Linked DNA regions of Rattus norvegicus: region 2 is linked to region 1. A link is a contact called in public Hi-C data. All regions are on one chromosome and are shown on one strand. Each heading gives the region's core, a stretch centred on a gene start, on an enhancer-like site or on the middle of the called end of the contact. The rest is flanking DNA. Distances are from core to core; before and after follow the strand shown. Region 1 has its middle 45 kb from the start of Tpi1l2. Region 2 overlaps Fars2 (phenylalanyl-tRNA synthetase 2, mitochondrial).

The links. A called contact is a pair of places that touch in the nucleus more often than the background predicts.
Region 2: a contact with region 1 is called in a Hi-C map of the A7r5 cell line, with 5 times the contacts expected there. The contact joins two enhancer-like sites. A contact is called at or near these places in 4 of 12 Hi-C or Micro-C datasets (the A7r5 cell line, the Rat2 cell line, Schwann cells and 1 more).

What each region holds. Positions count from the first base shown.
Region 1 is chr17:28,274,166-28,277,472 of GRCr8, forward strand. No RefSeq gene overlaps it. Among named protein-coding and RNA genes, the nearest start is that of Tpi1l2, 45 kb to the left of the region's middle. Within about 2 kb of position 1,531, at least 1 of the 93 cell types and tissues checked has an H3K27ac peak or open chromatin away from gene starts, as enhancers often do.
Region 2 is chr17:28,788,203-28,791,569 of GRCr8, forward strand. All of the region lies in intron 5 of Fars2 (phenylalanyl-tRNA synthetase 2, mitochondrial), which reads right to left. Among named protein-coding and RNA genes, the nearest start is that of Fars2, 160 kb to the right of the region's middle. Within about 2 kb of position 1,994, at least 14 of the 93 cell types and tissues checked have an H3K27ac peak or open chromatin away from gene starts, as enhancers often do.

The DNA.
Region 1 (3,307 bases), core at 281-2,780:
TCTCTCTCCCTCTCCCTCTCCCTCTCCCTCTCCCTCTCCCTCTCCCTCTCCCTTTCCCTTTCCCTCTCCCTCTCTCTTCCTGGCAAGTATGTCTATATACCAAAAGCGAGGAGGCCAGAAGAGTACATTGGAGTCCCTGGAACTGGGATTACAAAAGGTTGACAGGCCCCATATGGGTGCTGAGAACCAAACTTGGGTCCTCTGTCTGCAAGAGCAGCCAATGTTCTTATATGCTAAGCCTTCTATCTTTCCCCGGTCTCTTTATTTAAATGATTGTTAATTATATACATTAGAAGTTAGAGACATATAGCTGTAACAGCTAATGCATAATGTATAACTGGTGAAGTGAGCCTTTCCTTCTCATTTGAGGAAGAAAATAAGAGAGAGGAGAGAGGGGTAAGCAGCAGTTTCAGAGGTGTGAACGTTCTCTTTCAGGTGTTACAGTCTTCCTGAACCCTCGCTTTCATACAGTTCAGCCCATATCTTCCTTTCCTCTGGTTTTCTCTACTGCAGTCTGATCGCTGAGAGTCTAGGACTATACAGAGATTCGATCCCCATATACTTCAAGGGTGCCATAGCAGCAGAGTTCATCAGCTCTTGCAAAAAAATTACAAAACAAGTCTCCAGCCCTTTAGTAAAGACCAAGAGAGTCCCTGACATTTCTTCCCAGCTCAGCTGGGCTTTGGAGGGTTTCTGGGCTTGCTTTTCAACCCGCAGAAGCCTGATGTTCAGGAGGAGAGAGTCACTGCAGCTAAGTTGCCCCTTCCTTGGAAAGCCCCATGTGTCTGAGGTCTCCAGTGGACTTAAGAGCCAACTCTCTCAACTTTAAAGATCTGTCTTGCGGTGTTTAACTCCCCCTCGCTCAGACCACTTGATGAGCGATTGGATATGAAAAGCTCTGGGCATACCCCGCTGAGCAAAGAGCACGCACAAGGGCCGAAGTGTCTGTCCTTTCTCTCTCTACGCCATCCTATGGTCATTTTGATGACTTGGGGAGGCCAGAGCCCCTTCATAGAGCCAGGAACTCAGTCTTGATCTATAGGCTCTTCCTTCCAGGCATCTCCAAATCCAGGCTCTGGGGACAAACACCACAGGAAGGAATCTAAAAGCAAGGTTCATATCCTGATATTTGAGCTATGAGAGTAGTTTCCAGAAGTTTCTCTCCTCCTAGCAGAAAAAAAGCAGTTCAGTAACCTCTACCCTTAAAATCTGGAATCTGAATTAAGAATGTTGCTTTTTAAAATAATTCTCTACTTTTCTCATTCCCCATGTTTGTTGATAAAGAGGGGTAAATATTTTTGTCTAGTTCACGTACAAAAATACCATCACAAATATCTCCTCGGCAAACCATGTTTTCACTCATAAGCAAGCCCCCTTCTTGTGAAAAGGCGAGAAAGGAAATTTTCAAGGGGATGTTAAATATATAAATGTCCTATGCTTTGTTATAATATATGTTGTAGTACATATGTAATCGTATATAACATACAGATAAATACATAGACAAGTACAGAGATGCAGTGCCCTCTACTGGTCAGACTGGATGTGCTTTAACCTCTTTCTGGAAATGGGTAGCTTAGCTTTCCTTCAAGGGGCTGTGGAAGCCAGAGCACACCCTGCCATGTGGCTCTGCTTCCAGATAAGCGACACCCCACAAGCTTGTGCCAGTCAGCAAAACCTCTCTGCACAGCATTGTCTTCATGACGCTTTGCTCACTCTGCTCGGCTTCTTGTCATTCATGTTCAAACTCACTCTACAGCCGTCTGGTACTTTCCGTAGTAGCTACAAGACCACACACAGCACAAATTAAAGGGAAATTTGACTGACTGATTGATCTGAGCCATCTAAGCAAAAAGCCAGACTTTGCAATTCCCAAACAGAAGGCAAACCTCCCTTATTGTATATGATTTGAACAAATCAGATGTAATTTTTAAAACCAGGCAGTATCCTCATCCAAAAAGACACTTCAGGAGTTTATGCAAACTGAGAAACACTTGTCTAGAGCCAACATGACAAGGCTGATTTATCAGTGTAGAAATCACCAACCTAAATAGTAAAGGCTCTACAGAAGCACACATTTGCTAGTAATAAAAGCTCTTCTGTCGATTTTCTTGAAATTTTTGAAATATAATACTTAGGTACCAGAGATCCAGAGAAGATTGAGGCTGGCATTGCCTGGTAAAAGTCTCCTCTGCTTTAAGGCCCAAGAATGTCAGCATTTTCTGTTCCCTGGGAGACTGTATCTTCCCTTTGGTCCTGACCTGCATTTCCTCTGCCGGCCACTAAATGCAAAACCCACTAAATTAACCTTCTCTGGATTCTCTGAGACTGAACAGGGCTTGTTATAGAAGTCCACAGCACAACCCCAAACAGTTACTCTGAAAACAGATGTCTGTCTCCTGGCTTCTGGAAATTCAAAAGGATGTTAGACCGACTGAAATCCCATCCCACCCTCTACTTCATAGATAAACTGGAAAAGAACTTTCTAGAGTGTCTCAGCTATCCCTATCAGCAAGATGAAACCTCACAGCTCTTGCCTGACTGAAGAAACATGGCGGGAGGCAAGGCATGGCTCTGGGGTCCACGATGCATCTGTCCTATGAAAGCAGTGTTCCTACAGAGCTCCTTCCTGTGCAAGGTAGAAGGTGGTGAAGCCAAGAGCAGGAAACCTGTCACTGGGGGGTTATCACAGGGCAGAGAATATGTGTAAAATCCACAGTTCAGTAAGTCTGGGGGAAAAAAACCCTAGAATCTGCATTTGAATAATGAGAATAAAACAGGTGACTCAGATGCATACGCTTCTTAGACACTGCCTGTAAAGAAGTGTGTCCAGCCCAACGCACTGATACCTTAAAGCCTTCTTTATACGTGCATCCATCTTTTAATGAGATCCTCATGGAATAAAATCTCCTTCGTGCTGATTCCTGTCCTCGAGTAAACAGTATTAAAATAAATGTAACTGTGACTTTGAAATTCAACTGCATGATGTCATTCAGGACTCTACATGTGCAGACACTTCTGAGACATTTTGCTATCGAAGGCAGGCCCCTTACCATATTTGTTTTTATTTTACCCATCAGTTCCAGGAAACAAATTCTCTGTTCTTTTCTTTCTTTTTCTTTAAATTGTTTCCCCTCCTTTCTAACCAAAGCTCCTCCCCAAGGCACTACAGAATAAACAGTCTCATTGCTCCTGTCTCCAAAAGTGCAGGAAACATTTTAGGCATTCCTTGAGGCTTTATTACAAGTGATGAAGAAAGACAAGAGGGAAATAAATATGGACATGAATCTAAAGAAAAATCTCACATTCC
Region 2 (3,367 bases), core at 744-3,243, 510 kb after region 1:
TCCACACGATGCTAACACATGTTCAAATCAACTCTTGTCCCCCTTAACTCATTGTTGAACATACCACACCACATTCTTGTACTATTCATTCATAGTCTGTATTTCTCTTCCATCCTGATCAACCAGTTCAAACCATGTAAGGAAACAGTGAAAATCTAGTCTTTTGATCATTGGCTATGGGAGAACTGAGAACATATTCAAAGACTGATACTACAAAAACCTTGCAGAAACCGAAGGAAAAGTCACTCCTCCTGTTGGCAATAATCACATCTTTGATCACATGAGCTTTCATAGCAATTGACAATTCCCACTTTGAATTCATCTATCTCTATACTCTGGCTGCACCAAAATACAAATGTCTGTGACTCCCACTCTTGTGTCCATGACTTGTGCAAGGCACACTTCTTGGTGCATGAAAACCAGCTGGTAAATAATAAACAAATGAAACAAAACCTGGCCAAACAAGCAAATGGACAGAGACTGTGTCAGTACTGGTCATTAAGTGGACAGAAAGGGACAGAGGAACTGCTATTGGTGACTACCAAGCTGTAACAGCTTCTCGAATGGGGTGCAGTAGGAAAGAATATTTCATGAGGAAGAGTTTTTCAATCTCCACACTGAGGCTGATTACCGGGAAGCATACGGAGGGCTAGCCACCTCAAGGTAGAGGTTCTGAGGTTCCCTATCATCTGTGTGCAGGCAGGCTGACACTCTTGTTTGGTGCTCAAATCAGTGGTACTATCAATAACACAATATTCTGCAGAGATCTCCCAGGGCAACGAGACTCTTCTTGGGCTAATTTTTGTCTTCGAGTCTATTGTGCTAGAAGTTACTATGTCCCACACCACAAACAAATCTTCTATGTTCATGTATCTGGATAGGTCATGCTAAAATGCGGATAAAAGGACAACCCAATTTAGTCTAGAGGGGTGAGATTGTCCTCCCAAATTCTATTAGAAAAAAAAAAAAAGGCAACTGCATAAGTAGACCGTGTAGCTCTCCATGTCTTCTGAATGGGGCAAGCCACCTGCCACTCAACAGTACATTCCAGACACAGGAGGTACACCGCAGCAGGCTCAGCTTGGGCTGCTTTGTGTCACAACCTCCTGGGCATTACTTCACTGCAGTGTTTCATAAGCAGCATGGGTGACAAAGTATCATCTAAAGAAAGAACAGAGCACTCTGTTAAAAACAATGCTCAGCCACAGTTACAGGTCAGCACAGCTTGACCTTGTTAGGCTACAAGATGTATTGGGAGATAAGTTCACACAAACAGTTTTCTGTCTTTGTGCACAAAATCTTCTTGGTGATACACATTGAGTTTCTATTATTCTTATAACCAAAATTGGGAGGTGGGAGATCCATCTCTTCTGAATAACAAAGCATACTGACATCACAGGCTTCCTTCGCTTAGGCAGATTACTGAACAAACAAATATTTATTCTGAGTTACTCAGCTGTGATACATGAGGGGATTCATGACGTGCTGTGTCTGGTGCCTGTTAAGCTCTTACAAGATAATTGGACTTTGGACCACCTAGAACATTGTGCTTAATGGAGAGCTGAATTTAAAAATTCAAAAACATGGAATGAGCAGAATTTAATCAGTCACACCTCCATCAAATTGAGGCAGAAATAAATAAATGGGCAATAGAAAGGTGCAATAAAACCAGGATTAATCAAACCGTGATTAATTCAGGATCAGATTAAAAACCAATAGTGCCAGCTGCATCAGTCTCTTCTGTAGCGTTTACCTCTCCTACTCCTTTTTATCACCATGTTTCCCCATCTTCTCATTCCACTCTGCTCTCACCCCTAGGGCACTTTCCCTGGATGGATAAACCTGCAGGAGAGTTAATTGTCACATACATGGATTTAATCAGATTGTCCATCACATTTGGGGCCCTGCCTTCAGTGATCCATGACTAATTGTTGTGGTAATTTTTCAATCATTAACAGCAGCACATATGCTGCAGACAAATCCCAAGGTGCCTAGTAAGCCCCAGTGACAAGCAGACCAGAGGCTCCAGAAGGATTGCCACATGCCCCAGCCCAGCCCCCAACCCAATCCTATTAGTCATGCCTCCTTGTTAATATACACTTATCCCAAGGATATGTCAGGCGGCAGAAAGCTCTGAGGGGCTCCGGCGTGCCTTATGACTTGCCCTGTTTTCAATCTAGATTCTGAAAAAGGAAGAGGAAAGGAAATTAAAACTCCATGTGGGACAAGTAGCTGAGGGCCTATTCTCAATTCCACTTGCTTTTCATTCACTTTCACACAGGCTCCTGAGCTGTGGCAAGTGCCCTTTCTTTGAGTTTCAGCAGTATTAGCAATCTCCATGGCAACCACCAGTGCGCATCTGCTGCACCAAACTGCAGCATCTCTGGCTCAATTCTCAAGTTGCCCTGGTGTCAGACGGGGCATGCCATGTGCACTGGTGGGACAAGACCCTGCCTTGGGGAATCTTTCAGCTGATTGAAGCCTGGCTCTAATCACCACATAATATGAGTGAACAAGATCACAGAGAATATGATCTGCCGCGCGAGGCAAGAGGGTTCTAGAAATGCTATTTATTTTTTCATTTTCTTTTTCTTAAGGGTCTTTGTTGGGTAAAAGCAAAGAGGCACTAGCTATCTAACAAAAAGGATTAAATTTCAAGTAGATGCCACAATGTTTCAAGTTGCTGTTTGTTTAAAGCCTATGTCTCAGACACCTTTCATTAAGGAAACTATTCAAGAGGAAATGCAAATTCCTGGGGTTTCCATTTGGGTCTTCTTAGGAAAATGGTTATTTTGCACATTAGTCAGAATATGGAAAGGGAAGAGAAGGATTCATGGAATTTCACTGACAATTTTATTCCTCCTGCAGAGTTTCAGGAAATTCCCTATTACACTCAGTTTTCCCAAGACTAAAATAAGACCTACTTTACTCTAAGGCACCTAGCCCCAGATCATGGAACAAGATCTTCGAAAAACTTAATCAATTTGAGCAATTCCTGTTTAGCTGCTTAAAAGAGGGATGGTTGTTGCAGGCTCTATTGCTGTGAAAAGAGGGACCGAGCGCCCTCTGCTGCTGTGTCTAGGTCAGGCTCCCCATATCCAGAAAACCCCACTAAGGTTCACTTCCGTTACCATGCACTCTTAAAAAACTCTAGCTTAAAAGGCACTCACTGATCAGCAAGAGGAACAAGAGAGATCCAGAAAACAAACAGGTTGCTGTAAATAGAACAGTCTTCCACACAGCCACTCACCACTACCTTGGGTATTATTAGAAACAGTTCAAGAAAGTGCTTGAGAAAATTCAGAGTGCTGATTGCATGTCGTAAACACAAATTAAAGAATTAAAAAAGAAAAATGGAACTTGCATT